2 separate regions of the Arabidopsis thaliana genome follow, and region 2 is linked to region 1. The links are chromatin contacts, called in public capture Hi-C maps. All regions are on one chromosome and are shown on one strand. The core of a region is the stretch at or near the end of the contact, and the rest is flanking DNA. Distances in the headings are between cores, read along the strand shown.

The links. Capture Hi-C pulls out chosen DNA fragments and counts their contacts.
Region 2: a capture Hi-C map of root shows a contact between it and region 1, with 3 times the contacts expected there. The contact joins the promoter of PCFS4 here to the promoter of AT4G03420 in region 1.

Annotation. Positions count from the first base shown.
Region 1 is chr4:1,509,485-1,513,445 of TAIR10.1, reverse strand. It overlaps AT4G03420 (hypothetical protein (DUF789)), which reads right to left and starts at 1,849. Exons shown (of 5, transcript NM_116580.4): 1 at 1,140-1,849; 2 at 841-1,061; 3 at 525-729; 4 at 187-364; 5 at 1-99. The coding sequence starts at 1,220.
Region 2 is chr4:2,470,125-2,474,085 of TAIR10.1, reverse strand. It overlaps PCFS4 (PCF11P-similar protein 4), which reads right to left and starts at 2,220. Exons shown (of 6, transcript NM_148232.3): 1 at 1,671-2,220; 2 at 1,407-1,508; 3 at 1,078-1,317; 4 at 1-621. The coding sequence starts at 2,003.

The DNA.
Region 1 (3,961 bases), core at 600-3,099:
GCATCTTATAAGTGGCTAACCCAAAAGGAAGCAAAGTTACACCTTCTCCTTCCTTCCGGATCCTCTCCTTTTCCCCGCCATTTTCTTCTGGCTCCATATCTGAAAATCAAGACCATAACGGTTACATATTCGCGGGATATAACACATCGAAGGACTTGAATCCGAGAGGATTGAGAAGATTAGTACCTTGGAAAGAAGATGAAAGAGTGTGATAAGTGAGGAAACAAGTGGACAAATCTTTGATGGTCCTTCCCATTGGAATATGGTAAATAGGGTACCACGCTACCGCCATCCAACTTGCCGGGGAAAGATCTACGCTTCGCAACGACATTAGTCCCGGGTACCTTTGAGCCAATTCATTGATCTGAAATCAACCAAAATCATATGTCTCATTTCAAGTCTTGAATAATAATATATTCTAATCTATACATACATACTTTTTCGCCTATTGCTAATTAGGAATCAACCAAGTGACTAATCCTAGTAATCAAAGAAGCTGATCTTATGAAGCTGCATTGAGTTACCTTATCCATGAGAGGAACTCGAGCATAAGGAGCTGATCTCTCAAAGTATTGCAGATAAAGATATCCCAACCGATCATTAGGATGCAAGAGAGCGTCATGTTCAAGTCCTTCATCAGAAGCACATCTCGAAAGTTTATCACTTTCACTCTCATCACTATATGAATCACTAAACGAATCTCTGCTTTCCCCATCTTCAGAATCATCCCTAATCAAGAACAACCCAAAAAAAAGAGTCAGTCACAATAGATTCATCAAAGGATCAAACTTTAAAATCTAAACGTATCAAAGCGGCAATATAAAAAGCAATGAATGGTACCTTAAGCGGATCAAGGAAGAACGAGAGGTGAAAATCTGAATAGCAGAGAGATAGGGAACATAATATTGAACAAGAGATTCTCCATTAGAGAGACGAATTGGAACACCAGCTCCATAAGCACTCCATTCATCATAACAATCCCATAGATCACTCAATCTGAAAAACTCAACCTTTTGTCTCTCCCATGGATGCCAAATCCTATTCAAACTCCTAATCTCCGCCTGCCAGAATCCACAACCAATTTAAATATTACCATTAAGAGAAGAAAGAAGAAGAAGAAAGAAAGAATGATTCAAAACCTTGGATAGAGATTGGGGTGGCACTACAGGTGTTGTGCAATGAAGGAATCTGTCAAGGTTTGACCCTTTTCCAAACACCATGATGGGATTCTTGTAAGAGAGAAAGAGGGGTTTCTTGATTCTTTTCTTTGAAATAACCCAGAAACCAAAAGAGAAAGAGAAAGAGAGAGTTTAAGAGAGGGAGACACGCAAGCGAGTGTCTGAGATTTGACGTTAGGACAGCTGAATTTAAGGAAAACGGAAATTATGGACAAGAAATTTTTATAACTTTAAAAATATCAATTTGAAGAAGAAAAAACCGAAATCTGCTCAGTTACTTGCAGAAGAATGAAAGAAAAGTCTTCTTTTTTTTCTGTGGAGAGAGCCTATTTTACGGTAGTTTTGTTTGTTTTTTATGATCGGAAAACCAGAAACGAGAAAATTCCAAAACAGAGGAGAAAAATGCAGACTTGTCAAGAAAATAAAAAAAAACAGAGTAATTTTTGGTTCTGTTACAATTTTGCCGGAAAAAGGAAAGACCAGTGGATATATATTGAGAGACGAAACAGAGGTGGAGAGGTTATATATATAAAGGTGAGAGAATCGATTTGCTTTCTCTAGAAAATATTCTTTCTTTTACTTGATCAAAATCCTCTGTTTTTGGGTTTTTTCTTTTCTTTAAATTTAGACGATAAAATATAGAAAAGTTGAGATTAAAATTGAATTAAAAAGGATAAAGACAGATTTGAGGAAGAGAAGGTTCTGAATTCTGGATATTAATAAGAAAAAGTACAACAAACACCTAATCAATCAAAAATTTATCTCAAAGTTTGACGATTTTCCTCGTCCATAGCTTATGATCCTCACGTGGTTTGGTTTTGTTATATTTAATCTCTTTCGTCGACTCTATTTTTAAAGTATTCGATTAGAAAAATTCATTCTAGAAAAAAAACTAGTCGATAATACTTAAGAGTTAAAGAACTTTCTACATGTACAATGTTGTCTAAAAATACTACATGAGCATAAGATTGTGATTAGTGTGGTAGTTTTGCTGTGAGAATTGTTAATGCCAGTGTATAAGAACATTAATCGAGCATTTTTATTGTTTTTTATCGTGGAAATTTTCAGTACATATTACGGAAAATGTTATTTGTTCATATGACGTATTTGAAAAGTTGTATATAATTAGGCTGCCTAACTTATTATCATTACTAGTTTCAGTACTGTGTATTTTGATTGGCTATCATGATACAATGTGGTACGTTCGTAGGAAGAGAAATAAAATGTTAGTCCTAGAAAATATTGTTATTGATGGTTACTGCTTAGTACTTACTATTATTGAGTCTATAGTATACTATACAAATTTTTTATAATTAATATGAAAAAAACTTAGTTCTGAAAGTTGTTATTATTTAAATTATTTTATTTTTCTTTCATGTGATATATATAGAAATATATATTATAAGTGCACCTTAACATACAAAAAAGAAGATTATTCGTTCAACTGGTTGATAAAATCAATCGTAGGTAAATATTTATTTCGAAAATAATATTTAAATGAAGTCAAATATAGAAATAAAAATATATTATTTTTCTTTCAATTTCAGCAAAATTAGGTTTTGCCAATTTGAGGTAACTTGATGTTTAGGGTATTTAAAACTAGGTATCACAAAAAAAACTGAAGTTACGCTCTATTTGGCCGTTATTGCTCGCATATTTCATATTTTATTAGATACAATGATCGTATACAGTACTTACTTTTCCTAATTTATGATATAAGAGTATATATAGACTTGAATTACTATTTACTAACACAAGAAGTTATAATAAATCGAAATAGTCATTGGACGGACAATAAAAATCAAACGAATCAACAGTTTTGGACGTAATATTGGGGAAAAATGGTTGTGACGTGTGATTTTGTAACTAATTATGCAAATCAATAATCTCTAATAAATATCACGTTATTGAACGGTACGTCTACTAATTGTAACATCAGTAGTCACAAGCAAATCACGTGAAAAATGTCAATTACGTGGAAGCATACCAACTTTTCTGAATTTTGTGGTTTTGGCCTTTGCGCCATGTGGTAGTTTTCGTGACACGTGCCGAATTAACTTAATTTCTATTTACCTAATCTATTGATATTTATCAAACCGAATTTGTAAATTGAGAAAACCGGTATGTTGGTAAGGGTAAATGACCGGTTTATCTGACGGCGGGATGCTAGATGGGTGTGATGACTAAGCGATCATCGTGATTTGGGGAACTGAAAAAGAAGTTGATGAGAGTGACGTTGTACGACCGATGGCTGAATCTAAAATGTTGGATTTTTACCAAGTGACGTTATTTGTTATCCACCACATTCCACAGCTACAAAAAGATTTGGATCCTATCGTATTGAGAAAAGAGTTTGGGCCTAAATCCAGTATCTTGGATCTTTTATATGTTTGAGCCCAAATAGGTCCGACGATTTCTGTAAAACCCAATGAGACTCACAAGGCCTCCTCTTAGGACAACTTTGATTGATCTACGTATGTAGATGGAATTTCGGATTTAGAATTAGTAACTGATGATGTAAAAACAAGAACACGAGTACACACAATATTTAACATATAATATGCAGCTCATTTACATTGCTTTGCTAAATTTGGATTACACTGACATTGAATATTTGTTGGTCATAATACTTCTTATTAGGCATGCAGACATAACACACATAAGTGATCAAACTCAAATCTAAAATTTAGGCCGGTTTATCCCTGAAGTTGAGATAATCATTGTTGGCAAAATTAATCATTAGACTATTTATCTACAATGGTTACTCATTTACAACACCCACT
Region 2 (3,961 bases), core at 971-3,470, 960 kb before region 1:
TTTTCCTGCTCTTGTATCAACACGGTTGGATGTATGTGGATAATTTTGTGACAAACTCCAATTTTCTCGTAGCTGATGACTTACACCATTCTTAATGTCAGAATCTAAATGAAAATCACTTGTGTTTCCTACTCTGGGTCTTGCCCTTACACTTCCTAATGCTGGTACAGATGATCGCAAAAATTCACCAGCTCTGCTACGATCTAGGGTAGGGCTCATATCTTCCCAATCAAACTCTTCTTCCTCAGTGTTCTGCCATGGTGTAACCATCTTACTGTGCATGCCATTCATATCGCGAATTGGTTTATTGATCGTTACGTGTTTGCTGGTGTCAACTCCATATGCATCTATCAACGCTCTAGGTCTTTCGTGATCATTTCCTTGGCCTAAGTTTTCCTTTCTTCGCCATTCCATATGTTCATCATCTCTGCTAGTAGCTCGACCCATTCCATAGTTAAAAGCTTGATTAGAAGGATTAGCTCCATCATTAGACCTCCTGGTAAAACCATCTGGTGTACTAGACAGTGAAGATGGGCTCTCTAACTGATCTTCGAAATCATTATACCCACCGAGTGAATTTTGGCCATAAACTCTTGCACTGGAATTAATTCCTCTCAAATTCTGCATGTCAAGCAAGAGCAATTAAGGAAATATGCATCTCAGGTATAGTCACTCTTTGAAAAAAAACATATAAAAACAGTTCCAAACGACACATGATGCATAAACAGTGATCTACTGTACTATAACCAAAAAAAAACCCTCTACATGTGCTAACAAGATCATTTCTAATGTACCAGAGTCCCAGTGACCTACTCATCATGTATAACTGAGAGAGGCCATAACAACAACTCCCTTCCAGTCAAGATTGATTACTTGAAGAATGTAAACATCTATCTCGTCTAACTAACAAAACTTTAAAGAAATACAATGGATAAGACCACTATGAGGCCAAACTAATCTAATACCCGTTTTACTTAGTACACTTATATAAAATTAACACACCATAGCTTCAAGGTTGCAGATGCACCTAAAAAAAGAATGTCATCTCTGTTCATAATGACAAAGAGAAAGGCTTACATTTTCGGCGGCTGAGGGCTCCAGCCTGCGAAGATATTTTGGATTAACATGTATACCTCTCGTTGGTTGACTAGGCTCAGAAGCCCCTACGGAAGATTGGTTTGCTGCAGATGAAAGTTGCAATTGCATATCAATCTTGCGTAGTACAGGTGGTGGAAAAACACTCGACCAAGTCCCAAACAGGTGACGCATTGACGGATGTAAACTCGGATGTGCTTGCCTATATGCAAGGCAGAAGACCTAAAGCAGAATAGGATCAAAACAGCTCATGGGTATGCTTCAGCCCTATTCAAATCATTTAAGTAAACATCTTCTTGTAGACTGCTCACCTCGGGTAGACGGGATGAGAAATAGCGACCATAATCCCGCCCAATGTTCTTAACAATGCTGTCTAAAAGATACAGAGATGGCAACTTTTGCTCAACAGGAGCCTGCATATATACACCCACAGGTAACTCAGAAGCAGCCATTTCACTAAACCACAAACCAAACACTAATCTCTGACAATCAAAAACCTAATTTTTTTCCCACTTCTACACTTACATACTATACAATAAGGCTAGAAAGTGGAAACAAATAAGAAGAAAGCAAACCTCAAGGATTCGAGTGCAAATAGCATTAGCGATTCCTTCACCATGTTCCCGTTGTTCACCAGCGATAATAGTGAGATCAGTGATAATAGGCTTAGAATTGAAAGTAAGCTCACCCAAAACAACCTCATAAAGCTGAACAATCTCATCCATACTCGGAGGCAAAACCTCTTCACCACCACCGAACTCATCTTCACGCTGATTAAGCAAAGCTTTAAACCGGTCTAACAACGACGGCGGTGGCGGCGGTTTCTGCGGCAACTCAACGGACATACCTTTGCGGCTGGTGCTATTAATCGAAACAAGTCTTGGATTGAGGATTTTCTCTGAGTCCATCCCCAATTCAATAGTGAAGAGTGATAATTAGTGGCAGCATAAAGGCTCTAGGGTTTCTGTTCCACCATGGAAACTCCTCGAATCGCCACCCTTGTGGGGGAAGAGAGAGATAGAGATCGATAACGGAAGTTTTTTTTTTTTTAGTGAAGAGGATTTTTTTTTCTTCTCAATTTTGTATCTCTACTTTATGCAAATCTCATTTTTGTCCCTTTTTTTTTAGAGTTATCAACTACATCCCAATTATTGTTTTTACCCGTTTTGAGTCACACAGATTTTTGACTTTTACTATGACCTCATCAATTAATCACGTTGCAATTCTCTTCTTTCCCTTATTTGAAAAGTTTGATCTTGCCTCTTGGTGACACTAAATTTAGTTTTGAGGAACTATTTCATTTCTTAGCTTATTTATCTATCTTGATAAAGTTTGAATCTATCTTGTTTTGATTCTACTCATGGACTATGAATGATTTTTTTTTTGGTAGACAATTAGATTTTATATTATTTTTGATTTTTGACAGAAATACAGAGATTAGCAAGAAGCGGATTAAAACAATCTACAAAAATAAATACAACATTACAACTCTAATTCATTCAGTTCGCTTTTATGCGTTCAAGGCTAAGTTACGAGTTGAAACACCGATTTTGAACTCGTGAAACTCGGAAATTTGTGTGGTTGTCACATGACCGAAAAAGTGGAATTCTCATGGTAGTTGCCACGAGCATATCTTCGAGAACTTGATTCAAATTGATACAGTTAAAAACACCACCATCAAACCACGTCCTTGTTACGTTTCTTTAAGTTATATTAAAAAAATGTTGGATTAGTTGTATAAAATCCTATAAGGGTTTGAGTTTATTATTACATAATTATAATTATATAGCTTCCTATTTTATAAGTTTAAATTTAATATTTGTTAGTTCCTTTGTTTTTACATTTTAAAATATAAAGTAATTGCTATTTTCAAAAATGTTAATTAATTAGATGCTAAATATGTTAATTATTGATGTGGCAGCTCCCGATTGGTTGTTTTCAAAAATGTTAATTAATTAGATACTAAATATGTTAATTATTTATGTGGCAACTCCCGATTAGTCGTTCTAAATCCTAGGTTATGAATCCACGCTACGCATGGGTCTATTTGTAAAACTTTTTAATATTTTTTTGTGTGAATAAAATTATTATAGAAATTTTTTAAAAGATATGTTTTTATATGTCTACTTGTTGTTAATATTATAAACTCTTTGAATTTTAAAATTACCATGACAATAGTTACAATTTAAATACAAAACTAAAAATAACTTTAATACAACTTTTAGGTTTACAACATTTATCAAAAGAACATTTTTTTGGCTCATGACTCTCTCTTTAGCTTTAGATATTTAGGATCACGACGTCTTTTTATGTATGAAATAAATTGTTTTATGGAAAATAACTTCGACGACTTTCTCATTTTGAAATCCGTAAATTTACTATTCTTTTTTGTTTATCTTCGCTGCATTAGTTAGTATAGCTCGTCTAAAAATAAGATATTATATAGAAGTATATTCATAAGCTTATCTATACTTTACTTTAACAACTCATATTTTCTCACATTCTTTTCAATATGTATATGAATTTCTGTCTTCACAATTTTTTTACAAAGAGCTATCACTCTCCCTATCTTTTTGCAAGCACTCGTTTTATTTGTTTCATTTTTTCTTACAGTGTCTCTTTCCATCCTCTTATGATTTTGTTTAAGCAATATGTGTCATACCTTCTAAACTTTTCACATGTTCCATATTTTTTCTTCGAAAATCTCTTTCTTCTCTAGTTAGTACTAGGGCGAAACCCGAACCAAATCGCGGGCTTTTTTTATTAAAAAATGTAATTTTGTTAAGTTGTATGTAGGTATTGAATGTTATTTGTCATGATTCATGATATATGTAGAACAAAAGAATTCATTAGAAAGTGATTAAGA